Regions from separate parts of the Sus scrofa genome. Here region 1 is linked to region 2. A link is a contact called in public Hi-C data. All regions are on one chromosome and are shown on one strand. The core of a region is the stretch at or near the end of the contact, and the rest is flanking DNA. Distances in the headings are between cores, read along the strand shown.

The links. Hi-C and Micro-C count contacts between places; a contact is called where the count stands out from the background.
Region 1: a Hi-C map of retroperitoneal adipose tissue shows a contact between it and region 2, with 10 times the contacts expected there. The contact joins the promoter of NEDD9 here to the promoter of LOC100517166 in region 2. A contact is called at or near these places in 10 of 47 Hi-C or Micro-C datasets (embryonic fibroblasts, fetal liver, heart right ventricle and 5 more) and 1 of 2 datasets of contacts at active chromatin or transcription factors (alveolar macrophages).

Annotation. Positions count from the first base shown.
Region 1 is chr7:8,091,940-8,095,683 of Sscrofa11.1, reverse strand. It overlaps NEDD9 (enhancer of filamentation 1), which reads left to right and starts at 2,131. Exons shown (of 9, transcript XM_021100184.1): 1 at 2,131-2,307. TMEM170B (transmembrane protein 170B) reads right to left here and starts at 1,331. Exons shown (of 3, transcript XM_003482132.4): 1 at 1,147-1,331. The coding sequence starts at 1,243.
Region 2 is chr7:7,460,023-7,463,644 of Sscrofa11.1, reverse strand. LOC100517166 (transmembrane protein 14C) reads right to left here and starts at 1,458. Exons shown (of 7, transcript XM_021100171.1): 1 at 1,318-1,458; 2 at 134-203. The coding sequence starts at 156.

The sequences.
Region 1 (3,744 bases), core at 882-3,381, 630 kb before region 2:
TCTATGAATATCTGAATTTCATATAATACCAGAATTTATAATATGTCATATCCTATCAAGATAGATTATGCTTGTAAAATACACTTCATAGTCTTAACCAGTTTGACATAATGCATTTTGAAATACTAAAGTTCTATCAAAATTTGCTGTCCTATACGTCTTTTTAAGGTTTTAGGTTTTTTGTTTGTTTTTCACTGAGAAGCAGGCACTGAGAAGTCATCAAATTTCAATTGAAATCACTTTCTTGTAGACACTAATATTTAGAGAGTATTTTTTAAATTCAGAACTCTGGATAATCTAAGCATAATACAAGAATCTCTGCATGAATCAAACCAGAAATTTCTTCACAAAGCGGACCTACAAATTTGATTAAAAGGTATGAGTATTATTGCTCACTTCTACAACTAGAAAATGACGCTAATTATTATAATGTAGTTAAGTCTAATTTCCTCCTGATAGCCTTGACATATGAAGAGGAATACACAAAATTATCAAATGTCACAGAAGCAGCGGCTTAGAGGCCAGAGGGAGAGAGACAGACAAAAGGAAAGAGGAGAGGGGGGAGATACATGGTTAAAGCAAAAAGTGCTCAGAATGCACTAGACCTGGGTCCAGCCTGTGACCTACTATAATGAGTCATTGATACCATCAAAAAAAAAATTTTAACAGTTGACGGAAACTGATCGTTGTGAGCAGGGAATTTAAGTCCTACATTCGATTTAAAATTTGCCAGAAAGAAAAAGAGCTAAACCAGAAAAAGATCGAAAGAGCAAGAAGTGGGGTGTGTGCGTTGGGGTGGAGGGATAATTGAAGGCTAACAGTACTCAAGTCTCAGCACTAACTCAATTCTGTGCGTACTACGGAGGCATGGGGGTCGCGGACCCTCCCCATGCAGGGAGCGGAGGCGGCCGTCGTGGATTCTCCCCCGGGAACTCTAGAGCCTCCGGGGGGGAAAGGGGGACCCTGGTTGGCGCCCCCGGAACAGCCGGATCCAATTAACAACATCCTCGCCAGGGGTCGGCACCGCGAACTGCCTAGCGAGCTCACGGGGGTGGGGCGGCGAGGAGCACTTCCCCTCCACCGGAGGGAGAACAGAGGCGAGGGGCGGCACCGCATCCCGGTCCCCATCCCGGGCGCATCAATTACCCGTGAGGTTCCTCAGCACCGTCCCGTGGGCCCAGAGGCTCAGGACCTGCTGCACCGACAGGTTGATCATGGAGTGGTCGCCCCCCTCCGCCTTCATCTTCCCCGAAGGGCGCCCGCCGCCCTCTCCTCGGGCACCGGGCGGCGGCGGCGGCGGCTGCGAGGCTACGGGGGCGGCGGCGTGTGCGCGGCTCCTCCAGGCCGCCGCCGCCGGGGGAGGCTTCGGGGCTCCGGGCTGGGCGCTGCTGCTGCCGCCGATGGGCCTCCGGAGGGGGGTCGCTCAGCGCGTCTCCCAGGCAGCCCCCTCCCCGCCGGGGAGACATTGAGGACGGCGGACGGGGGAGGGGAGGGGGCCGGGCGCTCTCCCGGCGCGGCCTCCGAGCGAGGACTCGGGGCGGTGGAGGCCGCTGTCGCTCCCTCTCAGGGGCAGCACGGCGCCGCGGGGGCCAGTCTGGTGAAGAGGCCGAGGTCACGCCGGGAGGCCCGGGGTGATGGGCAGTCGGCAGGTGCAGCCCCCGATGGAGCCCCGCTCATCACCACCAGAGCAAGAGAAGATCCGGGACTCCGAGAAGACTGCGGCGGCGGCGGCGGCGGCCGCGGGGGCACCTGCCGCCAGCCTGCCCACCCTCCGACCGCCGACACTCGAGGAACCGCCCCCTCCACCCGCGGCCGCCAGCGGGCCGCTCGTGCGCGCGCGCACGGGCCCCCACTTCCCCCTCCCTCCCCGGGGCCGCTGCGCATGCTCACTCTCCCCCTTCCCCTCCCGCGACCCGTCGCCCTCCGACAGCCGGCCGGCTTCAGAGCCCTCCTCCTCCCCCTCCTCCTCCCCGTCCTGGCGCGCGCGAGCTCGCGTGGCTGCTGGTGCCGAGCGTCGGCCCGCAGTGGGGCGGAGGGAAGCTCGGCCTACGTCACTAGCGCCACCGCCGGGCCTCGCTGCTGATTGGGTGCTCCAAGGGAACCACCTCCACGCCCTCCCTCCTGCCCCGCCCCCAGCCCCGGGCGCGCGCCCTGGGAGCGCTGGGAGCGCTGGGTGCGCCCGTGCTGCGCGCTGCTGAAACTCCAGGCTGAGCGGCAGCCCTGACGCAACGAGTTAGCAAAGTCCGTCAGCTGGTTTCTGTGACAGTTCGCATCTTTGGCTCCGAACGAAATCCTTTGGATAAAGAGGTTTGAGTACAACTTTTTTCGAAAGTGAAATTTAAACCCAACGTTTTAGGCTTATCAGTTTGCGAGCTGTTGAGGTTTTTTCGGGTTTTGTTTTGGGTTTTTTTTTTTTTTTTTTTTTTTTTTTTTGAGTCAGGAGCCCTGGGTAGGATAGGTCACTACTTGTGAAAGCCATTAACAGAAACAGACCAGGTCCATCCTTCGTCCAGTCCTTCCCACACCAGGAACTTGGGCCTCGAGTGGTTCCAGCATCTGAAATTACCTGTAGACACACGGCTGGGCAGGTGTCCTACACCCCAGTGCCATCCCGGGTCTGTCTCTTTTTATCAAAATGTAAAAGTCTCCGTTATTTCTTTTCCTCCCTCCAACGTAAACTAGGTCTCGTCCCATGGTTTTTGCTCCCTTTCTTCATGTCCACCGTTAGCCCGACGAGCTGTCCAAAATACTGCAACTCCTTGACATTTGGAACCTTTTATCTTAAAAAAATAAGACTGCAAGTCCTGGTAATAACAAAATATGCACTGGTCAGCCCCCGCCCCTCACCCCCGTCCTTTTTCAATCCCTTTACCATCTGAAAAGAAAGTCTACAAAGGGTGCTGAAGTTCCTGCTGTAGCGAAATCATCAGCTACATTTGGCAAAACGTAGAAGGGTTGAATCACTTGTAAAACGGTGTTCTTGGCGACGACTTTAAAAAGAATTATATATACGCATTTATACATGTGTGTATTTACATATGTATGTATGTGTCGACTGAAAAAAAAAAAACGTGCAGTGGAAGTGTCCTGAGTTAAGTTTTATTAGGGGCAAAAAGGAGGACTAGAGCCCGGGAGGCAGCCTCTGGGATGGCTCTGAGGAACTGCTCCCAAGAGGTGAGGGGGGAGGCCAGCATCTCTGTGATTTTGCTGGAGGGGCTGCATGGGCTCAGGCGCATGTTTGGGCAGAGGGTTACTGCTTGGTCACAAGATTGCTGCTGGTCAGGAGGAGCAGCTGTCTTTGTTAATTATTTTAGTGCTTTTCTAGATGGAAGATGCAAGAGGCTGGGGGGGAGGGTCATAAAATCTCCTAAAAATATCTAACTATCCGAGGGCCTGTTCTGCCAGTTTATTCCCAAAGGACAGAGTGCCTCATTCCTTATCTCCACCCAGAACTTCTTGCAGGGCGTGTGGAAGGTCAGCGGCTGCGGTGGCTGGTGATTTCGTTTCTTACAGAACCAGATGGCAAGAGATGTTTTTTTCATTGGCACATGTATTGTCTGTTTGATGTCACAGCACAAGAGAAAAAGGGAAATTTTGCATCATTCATAGGAACGGAGCCAAAACTCGAAATGTGGTGGTGTTTATGTTCTTCTGAGGATTTAGAACTAATCAGATCTTAATTTAAGATTGTAAAATATCGGACTTAGAAGAGGCTTTACTGTTTTTCTACTTCATAGTATTTTA
Region 2 (3,622 bases), core at 209-2,708:
TCTAGGTACATGTCTGTCTTCCCAGACCCCAGGCTGCCCGGCAGCCTCAGCTCAGCATCCTTTTCAGAGGAGGGAAGAAACTCTGGCTTTGAGACGCTCTAGACGATTCCACCCCCCTTCACTGTGCACTTACAGTGGGCCGGAATCCTTCTGCATTGTTCTCTTCCACTCCGTACAGACAGAAGATTAGATCAGGCCTGCACCTGCCGAGGAGGGGCTGGATCAGCGGTGGTTAAAACCCAGCTCTTTCTGGCAGTCAGAAAGCAGTGGGTCCAACTTCAGCTCTGGTCCTTGGGAGCTAAGAACTAATGGGTGAGCTACCCAGCCTCTCAATGCCTCCTTCCCTCACCTACCAAGAGGGTAACAACGGTACACATTTCCTAGGGCTACTGCGGGCATCGAACGGGATAATATGGAAAAGTGCTTTGCACATAATAATTGCTGAACAGATACCAACCATTCTAGTAATAACCTCAATTCTAATGACACGCCCACAGGAAATTGCACTGACCAGTTCTGCACCATTAATGAACTAACCTTCTCTTTATTTAACCAAGTTACAACTAAATCAGAAAATAAATGCCTCCTGTGGGCTTAATTCAAGGATTTTAATTGCCCCTTCTGGGCGGAAGAGGCCCCTGCCCAAAGAATTGAATTATTTCAATACTCAACATTTTAAAAACTTTCAAATTGACAGAACACTGTAAACCAGCTATGATGGAAACAATAAAAATAAAAATCATTTTAAAATTCAAAAATATAAAACTTTCAGATAGTTATTTAATTTTACAGCACTCATAGTTTACTGATAGAGCAGGAGCGAGGTGGGCGGATAAAATGTGCAAAAGTCCAAGGCATAATTACGTAGAACACCACTCCTGTGGCAAAGCGGGATGTAACTCCTACTTTCTTCAATGCATTTGGTACCCAACGAGGCTAAGCTTGAAAGCCATACATACCACTTGTTTAAACTATTAAGTGTCTATAAAAGGGGGGAGGACTTGCAATCGTACTAGTCATTAATTCGACGTAGCACTGAGTCATCGAGATTGTTAAGGAGATGGACCAATGAGATCTCCAGGAAAAGAATCAGCTCTGCGCTACAACGGTCAACATTTGCCTCAAGGGCTCAGGGTTTCCGCAGGATTCACAACCCACTTTAAGGAAAGCAGAAAATGAGCGACTAGACCAGCAACTACCACGCAGCCTCAAGTCCCTGCCTGGATCCTGGGGATGAAGGGCAGAGGCAGCCAAGGCCCTCGCGTAATTTCTCAAGGTCAAAACAGGTGTCAAATGTTAATAATTCCGAACACGAACCTACTTCCCGAAGGTCTGCACCGGAGGACGAGAACGCAGAACCGTGAGTCCCCGACCTGCGGTCCTGCAGGAAATATCGCGGCGCGTCCTCTACGTCTCAGGGGCGGGGCCAGGGGGAGGAGTCGCCGAGCGCACCCAGCGTCTCGGGGGCGGGGCGAGGCGTGGGGCGGGGCTAGAGGTCCGGAGCCGCGGCGGGATCCAGCGTCGGCGGGGCGGGGCGGGGCGGGGCGGGGCGGGGCGGGGCGGGGGGGGGGGCGGGGCGGGGCGGGGCTAGAGGTCCGGAGCGTCGGCGGGGCGGGGCGGCGGGGCGGGGCGGGGCGGGGCGGGGCGGGGCGGGGCGGGGCGGGGCTTACAGTGGGCACGTATTGTGCGTCTTAGGGGCGGAGAGTGGCAGAGCAGATCCAGTGTCCCCCGGCAGAGGGCCCGGTCATGCCCGTTCAAAGCCGGAAACCCAGAGTTGGAGTCTGGTCTTGCGAGAGGCCTTGCGAACTGGGCCAGGCTCCCGGTGGGGGTTGCCACTGTGGAAGAAGGGCATCGGAGGCTGGTTTCTGAAGGACTGCATTAACGGAGGACCTTTACCAGAGGTGTAAAACCAGATGCAGGAGGCCATCAGAAAGGAATGTCACTCTAGCCGGATTAAGTTGTTTGCCATTATGGGAAGACACCTCCTATAGAAGATACGGTGGCCACAGGCTAAACACTGTGGCTCACTTCAGTGTTTGATTTAGGGAATCCATCTACTTGAAAAACATCTTAAAGGAGTTCCCTTTGTGGCTTAGCGGGTTAAGAACCCCACGAGTATCCATGAGGATTCAGGTTCCATCCTGCTGGCACAGCTCAGTGGGTTAAGGATCCAGCGTGGCTGTGGTGCGGGCTGGCAGCTGCAGCTTGGATTTGACCCCTAGCCTGGGAATTTCCACATGCAAGCAGGCGTAGCCCTAAAAAGAGAAAACAGTTTCGGTTGTGGCTCAGTGGAAACAAATCTGACTAGTAACCATGAAGTTGTAGGTTCAATCCCTGACCTCGCTCAGTGGGTTAAGGATCTTGAGTTGCCGTGAGCTGGGGTGTAGGTTGCAGAAGCAGCTCAGATCCTGTGACTGTGGCATAGGCCAGAGGCTACAGCTCTGATTCCACCCCTAGCCTGGGAACCTCCACATGCCACGGTTGCAGCCCCGAAAAGCTAAAAAAAAAAAAAAAAAAAAAAAAAGAAAAAGAAAAAGAAAGAAAAAAGAAAAAATACATCTCAAAAGGGAACAGTGAATGAGTTAAGTTTGCAAATGATAGGGACAGAGTAAAGGGACAAAGTACGTGATTAAATAGTTAATCTCACTAGGGAATTGTAAGTAGAGAAAAAGTATGGGAGACCCTGGAAGTTAATCATCACTCAAGCAAGCAGGCTTGCTGAGCAACAAATCCACACAACAGAAATGTGAGCTGTGCCCCCAAACAAGAAAACAATGGTGGAATGAGACCCACTTCCTGCCCAGCGAAGTTAGTAAGTTAATGATTCCTAGGACATGCTTCTCTGCACACACTAAATGCAAAAACATAGGAAAAGATGACATTACACTGAAACTTGAAATGATTTACCACATTTAATGTTACCAACCTTTTTGCTCACCCCCACTGTGTGATGACAGTCCAATTTGACCATGTAGGGACAAAAAAGCTCTCCTGCCCAACATAGAGAAGGAGCTGATGATGGAAGTTTGACATCTACTCAAGAATGAGAAAGAAAATTGTCTTCTCCTCTCCCCACTTTTCCTTTGATTATAAAACTGTGACCCACTAAGTTCTTGGGGCACCATACTCCCTTGCCTGCCTGCTTGTATTTCTCACAAGTGTCCTAGACTAATAAGCTCTTTCCTTACCTGTCACTCTGTCTCTCAGGGAATTCCTTCTGTGCGGAGCCAGAAGAACTTCCACTTTCCTAAGTCCCGAGATGCATTCTGCACAAGTACCTCTGCAATGCCCTCGTGTCCACGCTTCATCTCCACTCCCACTCCAGACCTGCTGCTCTTCCCAGCGTTTCCCCCACCACCATTCACTCAATTGCTGTAACCCTGAAATTTGGGTGTCACCCTTGAGGTCTCTCTTTCATCCCCTATGAGTATCAACAAGAATCAATCTTCTAGATGCAGTCTTGAGTGAAAAAGCAAATTACATTGCTCTGTCCACTGAAGAAAAGTATACACAATGAGAAAGTTGGGAGGTGAGTTTTATTAGGGGCAAAAAAGAGGACTAGAGCCCGGGAGGCAGCCTCTGGGATGGCTCTGAGGAACTGCTCCCAAGAGGTGAGGGCGGA